Regions from separate parts of the Xenopus tropicalis genome. Here region 2 is linked to region 1. Evidence: chromatin contacts called from public Hi-C data. All regions are on one chromosome and are shown on one strand. The core of a region is the stretch at or near the end of the contact, and the rest is flanking DNA. Distances in the headings are between cores, read along the strand shown.

The links. Hi-C and Micro-C count contacts between places; a contact is called where the count stands out from the background.
Region 2: a Hi-C map of neurula embryo shows a contact between it and region 1, with 2.7 times the contacts expected there. The contact joins the promoter of c12orf66 here to the promoter of hal.1 in region 1. A contact is called at or near these places in 5 of 5 Hi-C or Micro-C datasets (brain, gastrula embryo, liver and 2 more).

Annotation. Positions count from the first base shown.
Region 1 is chr3:57,119,454-57,126,389 of UCB_Xtro_10.0, reverse strand. It overlaps hal.1 (histidine ammonia-lyase, gene 1), which reads left to right and starts at 2,457. Exons shown (of 20, transcript NM_001127093.1): 1 at 2,457-2,739; 2 at 3,546-3,606; 3 at 3,714-3,741; 4 at 5,008-5,082; 5 at 5,168-5,240; 6 at 5,335-5,401; 7 at 6,155-6,192. The coding sequence starts at 2,493.
Region 2 is chr3:57,280,887-57,287,822 of UCB_Xtro_10.0, reverse strand. It overlaps c12orf66 (KICSTOR complex protein C12orf66 homolog), which reads left to right and starts at 2,842. Exons shown (of 3, transcript XM_002941253.5): 1 at 2,842-3,371; 2 at 6,105-6,393. The coding sequence starts at 3,035.

The sequences.
Region 1 (6,936 bases), core at 1,208-3,707:
TCCTGAAAATTGCTAAGGGCTGTGACACACAGGGAGATTAATCGCGCTGTGACAAATCTCTGTTGTATCAGGCGACTAATCTCCCCACAGTGCCATTTCACTGGCTAGAATGTAAATCGCCAGTGGGATGGGATACGCGGCATCGCGATTTGCCAAAGTCGCTGAAGTTTCCTCTCAAGGCTTAAGTTTCCTCTCACGGCGCCGCGTATGCCATCCTACCAGCGATTTACATTCTAGCCGGTGGGATGGCATTGCAGGGAGATTAGTCACCCACAACAACGGAGATTTACCGCAGCGTGACTAATCTCCCTGTGTGCACGACCCTAATTACAGAAAGGCCATTTTCTATAGACTCCATTAATATCAATTTTTTTTAAAAAAAAAATATGATTTCCTCTTTCTCTGTAATAATAGAACTAACTACTTATTTGCTGCAAAACCATTGGATTTATTTAATGTTAATATGATTTTTAGTAGAATTATAGCATACAGTTATGGAAACATCCCTTATCCAAAAAAAAACTAGCATACTGGATAACAGGTCGCAAACCTGTACCATGAAATTGTGCTCTCTTTACAAGAAAAATATCAGAAGTTTATTCATCGAAACAAATATATAGTTCTATTCTAGCTGCAATACACTTAAACTGGCATTTGCCATGCCTAAACTGCTAATTTGTGGATTCTGGAAAATGCCAGAGGGGTTGCTGTATGGTGCTATAGACAGTTACTGCTTATTGGGCTGGGGCACTGTTTGGGCCTCTGCATACTTATGCCAGGATCCCTGGTGCAAAGCTTTATCGACCTAGTACAAATGATTGCATAACTGATCATCTATCTGCCTCAGACAAAGTAGTAGAGATATTTTTAGGTAGGAAAATGTACAATGTTTATATAAACATAGGTAGGAAAATGTCCATGTTTATATAATAACCAATTCTTACCCCTTTATTCGTGGTCCAAGAAAGGGTGACTGCCCTGAACCTGACTTGTAGAACACATATATTGTAGCAATGGGAAAGGTGGCTGTGATATAACATGTATGGTAGGCAGGGACTTATTAACTCTATAGGGCCTGTGGGTAAAGGCCTAGGATGGGAATTTCAGAAAGGAGACACCACAAAAGGGGGAAAAAATGTCTGTTTACTCAAATGCTTGCTGCAGCCTACTACCTGGAAATTTGCATCTCTGCCAAGGGCTTGGTGCATATGTAATATGGCATTTGTACTAGGGGTAGGCAGATGAGGCATTTGCCTAGGGCACAACGATGGGGGGGCGCTGGGCAAGTACCTCTTCTGCTTGTGCTCCACTAGTTTGGGCACTGGAAGATCTAATATGCAAGATGATAAGATATGTCCAACAACTCACCACTAAGGAAGAGAGGCTCAGCTCCCTATGATTACGTGTGAACACGAAATGCGTAAGGCAATTATGGCAGAATTCTGCCTGAAGATTTGCTCAGTGAGTACCTGCTCTGCAAAAAAAACTGCAAGATCTAATGCAGGATCTTTTGGTGAAGCCCTGCACTCTCTTACCCTTTTTCCTGCTCACCTGTGTGCATGTGCCCGCTTGCGCACAAGAGGGGGGGTGTGCACTGGTTGCCTAGGGTGCCCGCTTGACTTGACCTGGCCCTGAATACACATCCTGTCTTTTGTTTTAGTTATTTTTGATGTCATTATTTTGCTTTCACAGTTATCTTACCATTCATTAGTTAATTAGTTTAATTAGATATAATGAATTCATTCTGTCTTTGTTGAGACTATTTTTGGCTTACAGATAAGAAGTAATTTATGCAAGGGTTTATTCTATGCACTTGTAATCTAATTATCTACCTTGCAAGGGCCAAATATAGGGTAGCTTTAGTTTCCCTGTTTAGCTCAAGAAATAACAATCTCCATAGAATTTTTCTGATTAAAATTGATGTAAAAGACTTGAATCACCAGCTGAAATGTTCCCGTGTATGGCCACCTATAGGCACCTTGGTTTTAACTACAGAAGAGCATAACGGTTTGAACTGGTACATAAGTTGTGATGCCTGGGAGCTCACCTCATATCTTTGCTGCATCCAAAATCTCAGTCACAGGCAACACTATATAGGATTTTATAGGCACAAAATATTTTTTTTACATATATTGATAAAATTCAAACAAAAAATCTTTAACACATAAAAATTCATTTACTCCTTGCATACCTCCCCCCCCCCCGCCATCCCATATATGACCTCTAAAACAGATGAGCTAGTATGCCTCCAAGTTTAATTGTAACTGGGACAGATTTAAAAAAGGAGGGATTCTGGGAAGGAGGCCATGCCTTGCCCCAGAACAGTCCATTTTCATTCAAATAAGGTGGGACTTTTTACAAGTGTGCTATTAGGGCGGATCTACAGTTCTAGCTGAGCCTTACCTTCCCATAGTACTTAAGACTGATTCCTAAACCAGTTTGCTACATAGCACACAATCTTGTAATCAAGAGAGGTATTCATTCCAGAGAGAATGCCAAGATACACAGTGCACGTGCGAGGAGAATGGTTAACCATTCCATGTAAAGATGCGTGTGAAACCATTAAATGGCTTGGTAAAGAAGCTTTGAGACGTTACATTAAGAACAAGCCTGATAATGAATTTCTTAGCTGTGTTGAGGATGTTAAGTTCTGTGTCCGGAGGTGTAAAGGTCTGGGCTTGCTTGATCTTGATGATGCAATAGAAGATGTTTTGGAGAATGATGAATTTCTTGAAGTTGGTAAGTAAATCAGATGTAAAACTTATCCTATTTAAAAATGCTTGATCTAGAGAAAAAATGCTTTTTCTTAATTTTGCCTGTGCACTGTATTACTTTTGTTACCCCAAATGTTATAATACTACCCAAAGCATCCCCAGTATTTGTATTCATTACAGAAAATTATTCTAACCAATTGTAGATTATGAAAACATAAACTTGAAAACATGAAATCAATAACATTCTTTATTGAGAAATACCTATGGAATTCCTATGGAATTTTTAGAAGTATATTTATCAACGTAAAAGTTAAAGTTCACTATTTAATAAATACACTTCTAAAATTCCCATAGGAATGAATAGAAAGTAGTTGAGTTTTTCCATGGTAAACTCTAATCTCATGTTTTGATAAATCTGCCCACGTCTGCCTGAGCAGAATAACATAGTGCACGAATGCTAGTAGTATTTGATTAGTTTTACTAGACCTGTTCTATACAAATAAAGCAAAATGAAAAACTACTGGTTAATGTGGTTTATTTTCCTTAAAAGGGCAAAAAAAAGCATTTTACCCCAATCCCACTTTAACAACGCTACACTGCCCCCAAGAAAGCAAAGTACACAACTTTGGAACTTGAGTAATCAAAAAATAAAGTATGAAAGCAAAGGGATGCGGTGCGTCTGGCTGGTCTGAATGTTGTAGATTTACCCACCAAAAAAGAGAGATAAAAGTTTCTGATATGATATTTTTATGTCCTGTGTTTGGGTTTGATGATGACTGAAACATAAAGTGTTATAAAGTGTTATAAGTCAGTTTTGTTTGTTTTTTACAGTTGTAGAAGATGATGTTACATCACCAGATTTCATTCCATCACAACCAGAAGGCTCCCATCTGTATCCTTTCAAACAAAGTACTTAGATAAGCAAAATATTCTAGTTTTATAATTGGTTATTGTATAAAGCTTTTGTTGTTATTTTAGTTTTCTTTAACATCTGTATAGATACAGTAAATACCAAGAGCCAAGTGAGGTAGGTGGCTTTTCTTTCTCATTATCCTTTAACATGTTAAATAGGGTGGTTATTCAGTTTACATAAGAGTGTTTTCATGTAAATATGTTGTGAGTCTAAATGTGTACAAACTGCTGACTCCCTCTGGTCTGTCAAGTTTCACAAATTAAGTTCTATAGAAACTTCTTTATAACACATTCTCATTGAAATTGCTTCCTGGGGGTTGACAGTAGGCACAGGTTGGTCCTGTTTTAAAGATAGTATGCAACAAGCTAGGTTAGTGCATTAGTAAACAATAAATAATGAAAACAGGAATCCAAGCCCTAGTTTCCATTATTACTCCATTCGCCTATATATTTATTTATTTACTGTTTATGTCTCTTGATCTCAGTATTCTCAGCCTGATCAAATTGTGTCCACTGTTCCACCCGTCGTCTTTGAGTAAAATTTCATTAGTTTTCTGCCTATTGTCATGTCTCTTACCTTGTCTCCATTTAGTCAGTATTGTGTTTCTACCACCTGTGGTTTGCTACCAGCCCTGTCTTGTGAATAGACCAATTATCTCTATTATGTTTCTACTTTAGCAGGATGTTTTATAATGCCCTTAAAGAGTCTCTTAGTTTGCAAACACTATAAAATTGTCTGAATTGCTTCTTACAAAAATACTATTTAGTTTAATCCACTCAAGTTCAATAATGATATTACAGTTGACAAAAAATACAAGATGAATATACAAGCTTACAGTTAGTACTGTAACATAGAGTACTTGTAGCCTAGAGTAGTCAGAGGGTCTGTTAGGTCTTTATCATGGCTATTCAACTTGGAAAGGGAGGCCAGTCTCCCACCAAGGTTAGGTGCCATTAAGTATTTTTTAAGTTTTAAAAGGGCAATTATTTTGTCAACCAAGAGGACCAGGAGTATATTGTTGGTGAAGTATTATCTATCTAGTGTATGGCAAAATTATTTTTTTATAGTTATTACTACATAGGAAAAAAAAGTACAATTATATGCTTAAAATGGACTCTATGGGAGTACTTTCTGGATAATGGGTTTCCAGATAATGGATGGTGAATTTTGGGCACAACCATATACAGTGGAAGAAATAAGCTTTTATATAAATACAGCTGGGACTCTTAAAAAAAAAGATAGTTTTTTTCTCAAAATGCATATGGTATAGAGCGTAAAGCTGGTTAAAACAAGTGTTCTTAGTCTGGGAGATGTTGCATTTTATTTTGTTTTATTTAAGTTTAATCATTATCAACTGAATGGTTATTTTTCTTTTTTCAGTATATATATGTAGATGGAGAGAGTTTGACACCCCAAGATGTGTTCAATTTGGGAAAAGGGCTCTACAAAATAAAGGTGAACACTTTTGCTATATAAGTATGATCCCTATTTATACTCAAAGGTCATAAACTCAAATCTATGCATTATTGTTTCTAAACAGCTTAGCCCAGAAGCTGAATTTAAAGTGAAGCAATCCAGGCTTTTAATTGAAAGTATCATCCAAGAGCATAAAGGTATTTGATACGTTTACTTTAGAAGGTTTTTCTTTTGGCCCACTGAATGCTTGCAGTGCTGGTCTAACCTTGCCTGTTTCCTTCCTTTAATCAGTGGTATATGGAATCAATACAGGATTTGGAAAGTTTGCTCGCACAGTCATTCCAGAGTGTAAACTCAAGTAAGTTTTTGTTGCACACACATTTTTCTCTCAATACAAAAAAGATTTGTAGGGAAGTAATAAAAATGCCCATTTTTAGTATGTGTTTTCTTCCTACCATTACAATGTTCCTCTAGTTTTATTCTGCTTTCTAAATTCAGTGACTGGCTTTACTTGGTCAACAAAATGTCATGAATTGCTCTATCTGCAATTACACTTGGGTTAGTTCACTTAAACAAATCATTGGGTACCTGGATTACCCTTTACAAGCTGTACCAATGTGTACTGCTTGTAAAAAAAAGGTTAACATTTTTTTTTAAATGTCACTATTTATTTTACATATAAATCCTTTCTCTCCCCAAATGTGATTTTCCCTGGGGAGAAAGGATCTGGGTAAGCCATATTGCTCAGCACAGCTGCTTATCAGTTTTCTGTGCTTCCCTCTCCACTAAACAGAATGGAGTTCAACTGCTCAAAAAAGTAGAACTCATTTTAAAAAATTGACACTGGTATCAGCTTTAATAAATGTGTTTATTGATTTAAATCTTAACTGAATGTCAGAAAAAGGAAATGTAAAATTTTGATTGAACTGTTATGAATTCTTCTGATCTATAAATCTGCCCCTCATTGTTTTCAAATACCACACAACAAATAATGCATTTTTTCCAATGGTTTTGTTTCTTTTTTTTAAGAGTACAAATGCTCTTAAAATAAGAAATTGTCTTATTTAATAATGTCAGTACTGCTTCTCATTTTTAACTTTTTTCTGTTTAGGGAACTTCAAGAAAATCTTGTACGATCTCATTCAGCAGGTAAAACTATCATTCATAAAAGGGTCATTTACTACCCCAAGTGAAGCTGAGGGCTTGCAAAGTTCACTCCTTGTACTTTCTTATAGTTGCGCTCAGCACTCCTGCCTTTGTCCTGCCTCCTGTTTTAAATCAATGATGCTGCATCTATTTAGTGCTGAACTGGCCCACCAGGATACCAGGAAAACTCCCAGTAGGCCCAGTTGTCAGTGGGCCGTCATGCTTACCCAACCATTTGCCTTGTATACCTGCTGTATATTATGGCCATAACTCAATTCTATATGACAAGAAATGGAGGAAAGGATAGATAATATTATGTAAAAAGAAGTAATTAAGAGACTAAAGAAAGTGAGTGAACATAGAAGGGGAAAGTGGGCCTAAGGTCTAAGGTTTTCTGGTGGGCCCTTGGCACCCCAGTCCGACACTGTATCTATTGATGCAGGGTAACCTTGGAACTACCACCACCTCCAAACCAGGGGGTTACGCTAGGGTTCTTACAGTCTTACATCAATTGGCTTAGCCCTGGTGCACCAAAAGAAACAGGCGCACACATCACTCTAATTCCAAACACTCAAAATAATGGAAACTAGACTTGGAAAACTTTCAGCACAATTGTGTCTGATTTGTATAGTAAGTGCATGCAAATCACTGGCCACAACTGTGTCAGACTCAGTGCCTCCTGGCAAGCATAACAACACTGGAATTCTGGTGGGGGGGAATGTTGCATTGTGGGGGAAAAACATGGTG
Region 2 (6,936 bases), core at 1,593-4,092, 160 kb before region 1:
GTTCCTTTTGGTGCCTTCTCTAGAAAATGGTGCAAAGGCAAAATGCTGACATCTTAGGACAGGGATCCACCTTTCTTACTCGTAAGCCACAGTCAATTGTAAAAAAACTTGGAGAGCAACACAAGCATAATAAAAGTTCATGGAGGTGCCAAATAAGGCCTAATATTGGCTATTAGGCAGCCTCTATGCACACTATCTGCTTACAGGAGGCTTTATTTGGTAGTAAATCTTGTTTTTTATTCAACAAAAACTTGTCACCAAGTCAGGAATTCAAAAATAACTACCTGGTTTGGGGACACGGAGCAACATCCAAGGGGTTGGTGAGCAACATGTTGCCACTGAGTTGCTGGTTGGGGATCACTGGCTTAGGATATTACTTGTGTTTGCCAAATGTAAAGCCTTAATTTGATTCAAACCAGGGAATGATGTGTGGAATATGCATTCTTCCTGTATTGATTTCCCCTGGGTTCTCCCCCCCCCCCCCTCCCCACTCATACAGTTCTCTCCTGTGAAAGAGATAAGTATCTTAGATACAAAAGATGATTTGATTTTTAGTATACCGCGTATACTCGAGTATAAGCCAATCCGAATATAAGCCGAGGTACCTAATTTTACCTGAGAAAACTGGAAAAACTTATTGACTCGAGTATAAGCCTAGGGTGGGAAATGCAGCCGCTACTGCCAAGTTTCAATGATCAATTAATTAATAAAGGACACTCAGCGTGACCCCCTGTGAACTCTTCATAAATATATAATGTTGGCAGCTGCAGATCAGGGAAAGTGGATGGAGGACCCTTTGACCCTCCTGCCTTGAAGTTTATGCCACATTAACAGCCTTCTCGTAATCATGCCATTAATTAAAGGCAATTCTGATTAACCTCCTTTTATTTCAAAATACTCACTATCAAGAAGACTACTTTAGGATTGTTACTAGAAAAAAAAGCAGAGTCTACTGAAAGGCTGTTTTTTGGGGCGTAAGGCAAGGTTCCCCCCCCCAACCTCAGAGCCCCATGGCAAAAAAAAAATAAAATTTAAAACTACATTTGAAATAATTGGTGATGTCGCCAAGCGAGCGGATCTTCACCCAATATCCCCACCTACGGGTGGGTGATATCGGGTAACTGCGGCAATGGGGCAGTCGGTTCGGGGACCGCATCAACAAGCCGATGCGGTCCCCGATCCAACTGATTTTTCTAACCTGGCCAATTTCAGGCCAGATATCGGTTGGCCAGGCCCCTTGTTTCTGCCCCTACACGGGCCAATTAGCTGCCGAATTGGTCCAAGGGACTGATATCAGCAGCTACAATCGGCCCGTGTATGGGGGACCTTAGGCTGATGCCACACGTGGCGTTTTTACGCTGCATATTTTCTCAGCCTAAAAACGCCACACAAGCCACACAGCCCCTGACTATGGTGTTTTTCAGCCTAGTACTGGTGACTTAGCAAATCCCGTTTCCATGGTGCTAATAGTGCGAAATAGTGAAAAACGCAGCGTATTTCCGCTAGGTCTGGCAGCTGCCTTTGTGTATACATAGGAATAGCTTGCTGTGCAAATACTGGCGTATTTTGGCAAACGCTTGAAAAATCCATGCTAAGGCGTTTTCTAGCGTATTTACGCTTTGTGTGGTTTGCCTCGAGTCTTTTCAACTTATTTCTATGGATGATGATATTGTGCGTTTTTCAGCTGCCGAGAGAATTAGAAAATACGCAGCGTAAAAACGCCACGTGTGGCATCAGCCTTAAGATTCTAAATAAATCAGATGGCAAAGCAGTTTAAATGGTTAAAACACAGCTAACTGGAGCTCTGTATTCCTGGGTGGGTTTTCACTCTCCGGTCATGTAAATTGTAATGGGTTTATATAGCAAATTTATTTCATTGTGTCTAAACACATATGGATTATGATTTTTGACTCTATGCACCATTTAAAAGATTTCCCTTACCCCAATTACTGGCAACATCTTATTGTGGTGCCGCTCCGAACCCCCCAATTTTTCCATTGACTTTGACAGGGAAGATTTTCAAACTGCTGCCAACCTTACAGCTTTGAAGCTACACCCCCCAAACTTGAATAACATAGTCATGGGGTCAGCCTGAATGAAAATATGGTGATTGTTGGATGCCCAAAAGTGGGCAGGGCTGTGAACAGCCAATCAGATTTCATTCAGTGCCTTCGCTTTTTTCAAACCAAGATTAAGTTTGTTCTAAAACTTCCCTTTCTAGTTTCTTCATACCGTTTGACAATTATGGTAAATTAAAATAAGATCAATTGTACTGCTTGTGACTTTGTAAGAAAACAAAAGTTGCATGTAAAATAAGATTACCCTGGGCCTTTACTATGATTTCGGAGAGTAAAATTAAGTTAGAACTGTGGATATTGTGCTTGAAAACAGCCCAATGTACATCTGGCTAAGTATGTAATTGTTTTAAAATGCAAATTTGCTTTTAAATCATCTGCGTCTCTATGGAAAGGAAAGGGATGCCTCCTTTTCTAGTACATCAGGTAACCTATCATATTTACAGGGTAAGCAAGTAAGATACCTGTAGAATGGCAGTCAGGCCCAGACTGGCAATCGTTGGATTCTGCCAGAGAGGCTGCTGTAAGATGCCATAGACAGTCACTATTTAGTGGGCTGGTGGGGAGCTGTTTGGGCCTCTGTGTACTTGATTTAAAGAGTAGATTCCATATTTGTAGTAGGAGTGAGGGGAGCCGTGCTATGTGGTTACTATAGAAGAGAATTCTTTACCCTAAGAAGACATTAGCACCCCACCAGTTCGGTTTTACATACATTAAAACAAGTAAACCAGGACTGTACCCTGCACCCAGCGGGAGAAAGACCGCAGGCTGGCTCCGGTGTCAGGCTTATTCCCCGGTCTGGCTGCGCTATTTCCCCCTGCGCATGCCCGGTAGCCGGTTTCCGGTGCCCAGTGCAAACAGTAAACACGGAGAGCAGCTGTCAGGAAGTGGCCTTCCAGCAGCCCAGCGGCCGGCCTGCCCTGCCCACAGCCGAGCGCCTCATCGCATCCCAGAGCTGCATGGTGGTACCCCAGGATCCAGGCGATGCTCCGGCTGCCGCGGGCCTTTTGTTGCTGGAGGAGGAGGAAGAGGAGGACGCGGAGCTTTTGCTGATGACCAGCTCGGTCATGATACCTCTGACTTCCGCACAAGTCACCGCGGAGCAAAACGTGCTGCACACTTTCTTCTCCCACCTCGGGAACTTCTCCTATGACAAAGCCAAGGACCATGTGGAGAAGGAGAAGGAAGGCAACAAGAGCGCCGGCGCCTCCTGGTCCCTAATGCTGGCTGCCCTGGCACATTTGGCTGCTGCGGAGAAAGCCTACCATAGCATGAGCTTCCTGGGGCAGAAGCCGGGTAATCTCCTTCTCTCTTTAGGCTACATACTTGTGCTTTGTCTTATTATTTGTATTCATTTCATAGAAAGTGCCAGCAGCTCGTACAGTAGGAAGGTGTATAGATCAAGCATAGGAATACAGGAGGCTCCATAGGCTCAGTGGATCGTTTCTGTTTCCATGTCAGATACAATAGATATTTAGGGGAATAAAGCAAGAGCTTTCATTCCACAGCTCTATAAAAATCAACTGATCCCACCAACTTGTTGCATGTTTTCTGTTCCCTTTAAATGCCTGCCATTTGCAGCAAGGCCTGGGGATTTGCAGCAGCCTGTTTCTATATTTTGTGCTGTCACTGCTCTGCCAATGCTCCCCGGAGCCACCCAGGTGCCCCTCAGCGCACAGCTGCTGCCCAAATAAATACGCAGTCAAACCAGAGGGATGCAAGCCAAGGCATTTTTCAAAATTCTGTACACAGTTTCAATATAAGTTTTATTTGTGCTTATGTTGAACTATACTGTGGGCATATGCTGCAGGGCAATGCAGATAGCATAAAATGCATGCTTTGTTAATCAGCATAAAAGGGTTTTTATAGTGCCAGTAACACTATCAAGTATATTATTTTATTTACATTTAAATGTTATATCTGTTTGCTAAGCACCTGCAAACAAAATATGTCTCAGCAGAACAAGTCCTTTTTTAGGGCAGTGACAGATGGAGGCTTTGTTGTCTCTGGGAAATCTCCTCTCCAGTGGGCGACAAAGTGCACAAAAGTACCTGTCCTTCTGCATTCATTTGAAATACCACATGTTAAGTGTTTTACTTGCCGTGATTCAAATGATTGTGGAGGGGCAAGTATTTTCAGGCGCTTTGTTGCTCGCAAGAGAAGCGATTTCCCACAGATGACAAAGCACCCTGTCATTGCCCTTTATGAGAGATTTTTGTCCCATAGGTGTGTAAAGAGTCAAGAATGATATCTGATAAGCACTAAAACCATTGTATTCTATATTGTGTATCTTCTGTCTACTACGCAAATATGGGAGCCCTGTTGGGATGGAATGGTCCCCGTGGCTACATACTATCTTGTCTATATAAACCAGAGCTTAAAGCAAACACAACTTTTTAACCAGTGCAATTTAAGAGGACTTTGCCTTCAAATCCATACCAAAACTTTAATTTGTGATGTTACTGGCTATTTTGGGTTTGTTCAATTAAGTATAAGATTTACAGCACAGAAATAAGTGGTAGTATTGTTCTAATGCTACATTATGCTTGATAGCAATCCATATTAGCTATACAATGCAGCAACTTGTACAGCCTGAATTGTCAGTTATTGTCAGTGGTGTTAAAGATACATTATAGTAATATGGCAAATGAATAATTAAAAACAGAATATTTTGCATCTGGGACAAGGGTGTATATTAGTGTAGCACCAGTAGGTGGCAGCATTGGATCAAAGCATAAATATATATCTTGGTTGTAAAGAAGCAGAAAACTGGGATCAGCGTTTATGCTTTTCCTGTTCAAATGAAACTTTCTTAGCATCCTCTATTGTACTACAGTTTAAACTAACTTTTAGATTTGCTCTGACCCAACTGCCACGGCATGCTGAAATCCTTTTAGGTTTGTATTGCATAAATACTGGTGTTCTGACTAGGGATGCAACAAATCCATTATTTTTGGGTTCGGCTGAACCCCGAATCCTTCGGCCGAATACCGAACCAAATTCTAATTTGCAAATGTAAATCAGGCTACAGAAGGGTGAAATAGAAGCACACAATTAAAATTTGTTTTACTTCCATGTTCACATAACCCGAAGTCACGTGATTTTAAGGATTGATTCGGTCGAATCCTGCTGAAAAAGACTGAATCTTTGGCGAATTTCCGAATCCTGGATTTGGTGCATCCCTAGTTCTGACATTAAAAAACAATGATAAAAATAAAAAGTTAATGATATATATAAACATATCATATCTTTCATCAGGCTATCAAGTAGCAGTTAGATTATGGAAGTACCTCTATAACCTTAGTTTTCATAACTAGCTAATTATTTGCTGCAGGTATCTTGGCTTCTACACCCTACATCAGTGATCCCCAACCTTTTTTACTCGTGAGCCGCACTGAAATGTAAAAAGAGTTGGAGAGCCAATACAAGCATGAAAAATGTTCCTGGAGGTGCCAAATAAGGGCTGTGAATGGCTATTTGGTAGCCCCAATGTGGACTGGCAGCCTACAGAAGGCTCTGTTTGGCAGTACACATGGTTTTTATGCAACCAAAACTTGCCTCTAAGCCAGGAGTTCAAAAATAAGTACCTGCTTTGAGGACACTGGGAGCAACATCCAAGGGCTTGGTGAGCAGCATGTTGCTCAGGAACCACTGGTTGGGGATCACTGGTCTAGATTGTTGAGTCCTGATAGGTGTTAAAACCTTATTGTGACTATCCTGTGAATTTTAGATATTCTTTCTTTACAGAGAACCCATGTGTATTGTCAGCAATGATTCAGGGGCCACAGTAATAGGCTGCATGCAAACTGCCACAAATGCATTCCCTTCTTACAGTCTGCTGTGTAAATATTTTTTGCCCTTGTCAGAATAGTGACTGTGATTTGCAGGGCTTTTCCCATAGGGAATTGTTTCTTTAATAGTGGAAGTGTTAATGTTTGCTTGTCTAACTGAATGATAATCCATCCCAGGCCTAGGCAGCAATTACTGTTTATACATGTTATACATGTTTATACCATGTTTCCTTCTCAGGTGGCCAGTCATTTTTCAGCAGAAAGGACTCCATCAGAACTAACTATACCTCACTGTACAATGAACTGAAGAAGGTTGTAACCACTGGCAGGAACGCAGTTGGCGGAACAGCTCCTCATTTGGAAGAACTGCTCTCTCACCTTTCAGAACAGCTCTGCTACTTTGTTCAGGCTCACATGGAAATTGCAGACTTTTATGAGAAAATGTACACTTTAAGCAGTCAAAAGTTTATTAACTCAGAAGAGCTGGTTAGTATATTGGAAGCCATATTAAAGAAGTATAGCTCAAGGTTAGTATCTTAAGTTTTCATCTAGCCTCAAAACAACAAGCAAGAAATTGATTGTTTGATATGCTACAAGCACAAATGCTATTATATATATATATCTATATATATCAAAAAGAGGAGAAGCAGGCACTCACGTCAAAAAAAGGTCACAGATGCCTGGGTGCAGTATATAAAATGGTGTAGTACAGAAAATAAATAGATGCCGCACTCACAGGTCTTAATGAAAAATAAAGAAAAATTTATTATGTCAAACTAACGTTTCGGCTGACTCCACAGCCTTTCTCAAAGAGAAAGGCTGTGGAGTCAGCCGAAACGTTAGTTTGACATAATAAATTTTTCTTTATTTTTCATTAAGACCTGTGAGTGCGGCATCTATTTATTTTCTATATATATATATATATATATATATATATATATATAATATCTATCCTATATGCATAGGAGTGCTGCATTTATAAAGGCTACTTTTAAAGATTTTTGTTAGAAAAAGTCTTTAATAGTGAAATAATGGCTGTGTAGCAGGGGGAGAGATCAGTAACTCCTATA